2 separate regions of the Macaca mulatta genome follow, and region 2 is linked to region 1. A link is a contact called in public Hi-C data. All regions are on one chromosome and are shown on one strand. Each heading gives the region's core, a stretch centred on a gene start, on an enhancer-like site or on the middle of the called end of the contact. The rest is flanking DNA. Distances are from core to core; before and after follow the strand shown. Region 1 holds the start of ZNF75A (zinc finger protein 75a). Region 2 holds the start of ZSCAN32 (zinc finger and SCAN domain containing 32).

Evidence for each region. A called contact is a pair of places that touch in the nucleus more often than the background predicts.
Region 2: a Hi-C map of fetal cortical plate shows a contact between it and region 1, with 2.0 times the contacts expected there. The contact joins the promoter of ZSCAN32 here to the promoter of ZNF75A in region 1. A contact is called at or near these places in 3 of 14 Hi-C or Micro-C datasets (blood, cortical neurons and fetal cortical plate).

The regions. Positions count from the first base shown.
Region 1 is chr20:4,537,136-4,540,953 of T2T-MMU8v2.0, forward strand. It overlaps ZNF75A (zinc finger protein 75a), which reads left to right and starts at 1,569. Exons shown (of 8, transcript XM_077985481.1): 1 at 1,569-1,739. It also overlaps a transcript of TIGD7 not described here.
Region 2 is chr20:4,620,586-4,624,603 of T2T-MMU8v2.0, forward strand. ZSCAN32 (zinc finger and SCAN domain containing 32) reads right to left here and starts at 1,663. Exons shown (of 7, transcript XM_001093932.5): 1 at 1,394-1,663. The region is part of intron 7 of ZNF75A (zinc finger protein 75a); the gene reads left to right. ZNF174 (zinc finger protein 174) reads left to right here and starts at 1,732. Exons shown (of 3, transcript NM_001266897.1): 1 at 1,732-2,853. The coding sequence starts at 2,452.

The DNA of each region.
Region 1 (3,818 bases), core at 319-2,818:
GTTTTCTAACTTTTAAAACTCTTCCTCTAAATGCAGCCCAACTCAGTAAAAACGTACTTAAGATCTCACACTCTAATAATTTCCAGCTTTTAAAGCCTTTACTCCCACCCTTCCCTCTGCCTGGAATGTGTCTCCATACCCTGCTGTGGACAAAATCCCTGTGGACAAAAGGTCTTTTATAATTTCCCCAACCCCAAATCAACTGATTTTCTCGGAGTTCTCACAGAATTCAGTTTATGTCCTATTCTTACTTTGTGTTACTGATATTCATGACATTGCCTCAGTCCTTTCAATAGACTGCTTAAGGACAAAGACGTCTTTTTTTTTTTTGAGACGGAGTCTCGCTGTGTCGCCCAGGCTGGGGTACAGTGGCGCGATCTCGGCTCACTGCAACCTCCGCCTCCCGGGTTCACGCCATTCTCCTGCCTCAGCCTCCGAGTAGCTGGGACTACAGGCGCCCGCCACCACGCCCGGCTAGTTTTTTGTATTTTTAGTACAGACGGGGTTTCACCATGTTAGCCAGGATGGTCTCGATTTCCTGACCTCGTGATCCACCCGCCTCGGCCTCCCAAAGTGCTAGGATTACAGGTTTGAGCCACCGCGCCCAGTCAAGGACAAAGACGTCTTACTCAGCTCTGTAACACTGGCTACGCATAGCTGACTTAATAGTCCCTTGACTGCTATAGGCTGACGTTACAAAAACTGGTAATTCGGAAACCACTCATACTGGACTTATTAAATAATCCCTCAACTGGTACAGACTGACATTACAAAAACTGATTAATTCAGAGATCACCGAACACCCAAAACACTTAGATTCTTATAACTATGATTCAGTAAATATGTGTGGAATGCTTATCTTATCCAGGTGACTATGTTAGGCGCTGCATGAGATACGAGATGAAAACAAGGTTCCCATTTTCCTGGGAAGAATACTGGAGTGGAAAACGCAGAAGATATCACAACAGGAGAGCTATTTCCGATTAGCCGCCGCCACTGCTGAGCTATGTGACCCTGAGCAAGTCATTAGGTCTTCGTTTCTCTGTCAAGGAGAGGTAGAAAAAGTACCTATTTCACAGGTTCAAACCTACCTCACAAGAAAAAATAGTTGTGGGGAATGCGTCACGAGACCTAGAAAACGGTACAAAACCCTCGGGGGGCCGTTGTTTCTGAGCTAGCCAGTGGCCCGACCCGGACAAAATGCCTCTACGTCGAGGAGGCTGCGACGAGCCCAGCAACAGCTCGAGCGCTGCCGGCCGGGCCGCGGGAAGCCCGAGGACGCGGCGCGCGCAGCTGGGCGGCGACCCTTACCCGGCGAGGCTCCCGGGCCCCGACAGCCACACAGAACAGACGTGGCAGTGCGACGCCTCCCCCACTGGGGACACCAGACGGCGACAGCCACGCGGTGAGCCGGTGCAAGGCCCTCTAGGCTTCCGCGGGTCTGGAGACTCGGTAGCGTTAACCCTTCCCCACCTCCGGGGCCGGCAGCAGTTTCTCTGGCGAGGAAGTAGGCCGGTTTCAGACGCCTTAGCCGGAAGGCGGGCCTCCGCGCGCCCTCGGAAAGCGTCACTTCCACTTCCGGCCGGCTCTCGGGCTCTGAGCCTGGACAGGGCAGCGGTAGGGCAGCACCGCTGTCGGACGGCGGTTGCGCGCCTCAGATCGGCAACCTTCCGCGCGGCGGCTTGAGTTTGAGCGTCAGAAAGCGAGGAGCGGCCTTCACGGAAGCCAGGCTGGCCGAGGTAACCGAGAAGCAGCTTCCCCTATGGCTTAGACCCTGAAGTCGCTGAAGCGGCGGCGGCCGCAGGGGGGCAGACATTTTCCGTAGGCGGCGGCCGCGGCGCTTCCGGGCCGCGCGGCTGGATCCTGAGGCGGGGCCCCCGTCGGGCTCGAGAAACCATTCTCTCCCTGCTTTTCGCAGCTATAGTCCAGAGGCGCGGCTGAAGCTCGCTGGGACACTGCCCGCTTGCCTAGTGCCCGCCGGCACGCCTGTCGCAGACACAAGCTGTGGCGAATCCGAGTGCTGGCAGGCAGCAGTGCCTGCAGCTCCTTTACCTCAGACCCTTTACCGCCTCCGCTGGCATTTCCGTGTCCGGCTGATGTTATGCGGTCGGTTGAGCCTCAGGGCTAGCGGCTTCTGCTGATGCAAAAACACAGGAAGTGTCTCTGTGCTTCCGGAGCCGGGGTGGGCAGCGGGGCGCTGGCCACTTCTTTGAATACCGGTGGCATCCTGGCCAGAATTTCGGTGCCGTTTCTGCTGGCTTACTTCAGGAAAAGTGAGGCTCACGGCTCTCCTCAGCCCCACTTAGAAGTCTAAATGACCTTCCGAGAAATGTAAAGTCAGCAAAAGTTTCACTTTCATCGTCACCAGCTCCTATTGGAGTTGATATTTCGTAGACATCAGCGACAAAAAGAAAATATGACTTGATATTTTGTAAATAAAATATCCTTTCTTACGTGATATTTTGTAAACAGACCAGTTGTGATTTTGTCCAGATCAAGTAAGCACAGTTAAAAATGCGTGTAGGCCGGGCGCGTTGGCTCGCGCCCGTAATCCCAGCAATTTAGGAGGCCAAGGTGGGTGGATCACGAGGTCAGGAGTTCGAGACTAACCTGGCCAAGGTGGTGAAACCCTGTCTCTAATAAAAATACAAAAATTACCCGGGCATGGTGGTGTGTTCCTGTAATCCCAACTACTCGGGAGGCTGAGGCAGGAGAATGACTTGAACCCGGGAGGTGGAAGTTGCAGTGAGCTGAGATCACGCCACTACACTCCAGCCTGGGTGACAGGAAGAGACTTCATCTCAAAAAAAAAAAAAAAAAAATTAATATAAATCATCTGCATGGCAGGCTTTATGTGTCTTGCAAAGAAGAATGATGGGCATATTTTTGCTTACTTGGGAGACATGGTCTGAAAATAGTTTACTTTTTTACTTTCCTTCTGTAGTAACCCCTCCCCCCACTTTATCTGGGTTTCACTTACCCGCTGTCAACTGCGGTACAAAAAATATTAAATGGAAAACTCTAGAAATAAATAGTTCATAAGTTTTAACCCTTTTTTTTTTTTTTTTGAGATGGAGTCTCGCTTTGCTGCCCGGGCTGGAGTGCCCTGGTGCGGTCTCAGCTGACTGCAACCTCTGCCTCCCGGATTCAAACAGTTCTCCTGCCTCAGCCTCCTGGGTATCTGAGACTACAGGCACGCACCACCACACCTGGCTAATGTTTGTATTTTCAGTGAAGAAGGTTTCACCATATTGGCCGGGCTGGTCTTGAAGTCCTGATCTCAGGTGATCCACCCACGTTGGGCCTCCGAAAGTGCTGGGATTACAGGCATGAGCCACCGCGCTCCGCCAGTTTTAAGTAACTTATTACAGTGTTTTATTGTTAATCTCTTATTGTATCTCATTTATAAATTAAACTATCATAGCCATGTATACATAGAGAAAATAGTAAAATGCAGTTAGATGCTGTTGGGGGTTTTAGGTATTCACAGAATGTACTGGAACTTACACCCCTTGGATAAGGGGGTACTACTGTATTTTGATCTCACTGTCTCAGCTCTTTTGCCAGTATTCCTACAATGGAAAATCTTAAATGTTGTTTTTTAAGGTGCCTTTATTTTTAGTTTTTAAATTAGAGAGACAAAGTCTTGCTCTAACTCCCAGGCCAGAGTGCAGTGATGAGGTCATGGCTCATTGCAACTTTGAATTCCTAGGCTCACGTGACTCTCCCACCTCAGCCTCCTGAACTAGAACTACTAGTGTGCTCTACCATCCTGGCTTTTTTTTTTTTTTTAATTTTGTGTTTTGTAGAAACGGGGT
Region 2 (4,018 bases), core at 413-2,912, 84 kb after region 1:
TTAATTTTAAAAATAGTTTTATATAATTTAAAATTAAACAATAAATAACTTTTAATTTTTTTTTTTTTGTTTGTTTTTTTAATCTTTAGAGATGGAGTGTCACTCTGTTGCCCAGGCTGGTCTCAAACTCCTGAACTCAAGCAATCCTCCCACCTCAACCTCCCAAAGTGTTAGAATTAAAAGCATAAGCCACCATGCCCGACCTTAAAAACAATTTTAAATAGAGGCTAACTTTTGTATTTTTTGTAGAGATAGGGTTTCACTATGTTGCCCAGGCTGGTCTCAAACTCCTGTGCTCAAATGATCCTCCCACCGTGGCCTCCCAAAGTGCTGGGATTACAGGTGTGAGCCACTGCACCAGTGAAGGCAGTCTTTTTTTCATTAGTTTGTGTTGGTTTTTAACTACTTAAAACACAGATTAAAGCAGATCATAATTTACATTTTCTACAGGAGCTGACACACCCTCACCACGTAGTATTAAAATGGATCCAGCATGCACAACAATATGAATATACTCAGGACTACTGAGCTGTACACTTAAGGTTAAGATGGTAAATGTTTTTTAAAAAAGAAAATTTTTTATATTTTAAAAATGGATTTGGGTTCCCTTTTCTCAAAGAAGTTGAACTGCCTTCACTTAAATTCTCTTTACATTTCGGTGCTTCTAGAGATAGAGAAATCAAGGGCATTATTATTGTTAGTACTGCTTTTTAGCCAAAAAGAAACTGAGAGCGATGAAGTATCTTGCCTAAAGCATCACACAGCAGAGCTCTAGGCAGCAAGGCCAGGACTAGAACCTGCACCCCTTGCCTTCATTATGTTCATCCTGTACCTTACCTGGCTGAAGAATAATTTAATAAATGCTCCTCTAACTTCATGCAGAAGGCGGAACCTGCACCCCTCTGGGCCCTTTTTGACCCCTTACATCCCACTCATCGTTAAATTTTAAAATGCTGTTCTCTGAAAATTTTACTTCACTCTAGCGATGGCCTGAACCCTGGGAAAAAAATGCAGCATGAGGATGGGGAGCCAAGTGGATAGGTTTTTCACTTAGTAACTACTTATTGAGTACTCAGAACGCACTCGGTGCCAGAGTCAGGCACTGTGGATGAGTAGGGAGTGGACGAGACAGGGACGAGATAAGCAGGGTCAAGGCCAGGGGGTCCCGGGGCGCCGGCGCTTAGGCTCGGGGTGATCCGCGCGGTGGGAGCGGGGCACGTGACCGCGGCGCGTCTGGGGAAGCCCGGCCTGAGGGAGGCCGCCTGTCCCACGGAGACGCCCATCGGAGTCGGACCCAAACGCCTCCGAGAAGGGTCTCAGCGGGGAGGGACTCCTCGGCTGTTGTAGGACCCAGCCGCTAGTCCCGCCGGCCGCAAGGAAGCGGAGGACTCACCGGATACCAGTACTCGGGACTCCACAAACTCCCTCAGCCTCCGGGCCGGAAGTCAGGGGCGCCATTCGCTCTGCCCACTACGCACGCCCCTGCGCAGGCCCGCAAGTCGAGCTGCTGGACTGCAGCTCCCGGGATGCACTGCGACGATATTGACAGAGGCAGCAGCCAATAGACGGTAGAGGATGCTCTTGATAGGAGGCGGGCCCTCTCGGTAGTTCCTCAGCAGCCAGTGGGCGTCTCCGCGGCGAGTGGAATCGACCCCGCCCCCAGCCCGTGCTCGCAGGTGCCGGGTCCCAAGTCCCGCGGTCCCGGGTTCCCAGAGAGGTGAGTCGGCTGCAGGTGGGTGCGGGGCGCCAGGCTGCTCGGGGTAGCGGTGTCGCAGTCGCCAGTCCGAGCTCGCACCGGCCGTGGAGTTCAGCTGCGCACCGGGTTGCGGCAGCTTCGCCAGGCCTGGGGCTGGCTGGGCCGCGGGGCCGCCCTGGAGGCCGGAGCCACCGGGCCTGCGGCGCCTGGGCAGGGAGCAGCCGCTTCGCTCGCGTGCAGGAAGCTGTTCGCTACCTCACACCCCCGGCTGGCGCTGTGGCCTTGCTCAACTCTACCGTTTAACACCCGGTGACATGCGCCAGGTCGGTTGCTGCCGTCATGCGGGAGAGTTGGGGCAAGCTACCTGTGACAGCTTGAACTTTTCCTAGGGATTCCGCTCCACCCGCCAGTTAGAGCGTATTGCTCATTAAACCCGAGACCTGTGTGCTTGCTACTGAAATAAAAGAAATATTTTTTCCCCAGAGTCCTTGTAGGACATTATGACTTTTCTCCTTTGCAAGACTTCAAAAAACTGACAGGAAGACAAAACTCTTCCCACTCCCAGGGACCGCGTTGTCTTGAGTTTGGCTAGTAAAGGCTAGCAAGTGAGGCCTTGTCTCTGCATCCCGTTCTCCCTAACATCCTCAGAGAACGTTCGTTTTTGGAGTCTTTCTAGTATTCAGAGACTTCTCCAAGGTCATGATCCCAAAGGCTTAACACGTTTACAAGGAGAGAGTTGTCTCCTGACGCCCAAAATGGCAGCTAAAATGGAGATAACTTTAAGCTCCAACACTGAAGCTTCCTCCAAGCAAGAGAGACACATAATAGCCAAACTAGAAGAGAAACGGGGGCCTACTCTGCAAAAAAACTGCCCCGATCCTGAGCTCTGCCGCCAGAGCTTCAGACGCTTTTGTTATCAAGAGGTGTCTGGACCCCAAGAGGCACTCTCCCAGCTCCGACAGCTCTGCCGTCAGTGGCTACAACCCGAGCTGCACACCAAGGAGCAGATTTTGGAGCTTCTGGTGATGGAGCAGTTCCTGACCATCCTGCCCCCAGAGATCCAGGCTCGGGTCAGGCATCGATGTCCAATGAACAGCAAGGAGATTGTGACCCTCGTGGAAGATTTTCACAGAGCATCCAAGAAACCAAAGCAGTGGGTAAGGAGGGTCCTCTCCCATCATCCTGGGGATTTCTTTTTCATCTAGGTAATGTTTGGTATCTGGATCTCTCCCTATTTAAGGACTGAGTCTCAGAAGTGGACTGGATGGCTTCAGAAGTTGCTTCCAGCCTCTGTCTGGGAACCTATTCCGAGTTGTTAACAGGTTTTTAGAAAATCTAACTACTGATACCCAGTGAGGCAACAGAGGACCAACGTTCTTGCCATTCCTTTATGCACCTTATGTCACCAGAAGTAAAAATTGTAAGGTTCTTGAATCCCTTCTGTCAGCTCTTCCCACACCATCTTAGTTTTCCTACAAGCAGAATTCTTAGCAGGCAGGGTCACCCTGTTTAGTAGCAGTTGGACTTTGAGGAACTTCATTTCATTGGAAGTTCTAGCTTATTGTTTTTTTTTTTTTTTGAGATGGAGTCTTGCTGTGTTGTCCTGGCTGGAGTGCAGTGGTGCCATCTCAGCCCACTGCAACCTCTGCCCCCTGGTTCAGGTGATTCTCAGGTCTCTGACTCCTGAGTAGCTGGGATTACAGGCACCTGCCACCATACCTAGCTAATTTTTGTATTTTTTAGTGAGAGGGTTTTCACCATGTTGGCCAGGCTAGTCTCGAACTCCTGACCTCAAGTGATCCACCCGCCTTGGCCTGTCAAAGTGCTGGGATTACAGGTGTGAACCACCACACCTGGCCTAGCTTATTGTCTTTGATTTTTTTTTTTTTTTTGAGACTGGGTCTCACTGTGTTGCTGAGGCTGGAGTGCAGTGGTGCAATCTCTGCTTGCTGCAGCCTCCACATCCAGCTCAAGTGTTCCTCACACCTCAGCCTCTCAAGTAGTTGGGACTGCAGGTACATGCCACCATGCATGGCTACTTTTTGTACTTTTGTAGAGACAGGGTTTCTCCACATTGCCCAGGCTCTTGGGCTCAGGCAGTCCACCTGTCTTGACCTCCCAAAGTGCTGGGATTACAGGAGTGAGCCCCACAGTGCCTGACTAGCTTGTTGTCTTTGGATCAGGAAGTTACAGTTTAACTGGCCAGTGTTGCCATTGCTGGCCACTCCCCTCCCCGAAGTCAGACCCCAGTCAGGACCTGGGCAAGAAGCAAACAGCAGGTACTTCCGAAAATAGAACTTGTTAGGGAATGAGGGTAGGGTA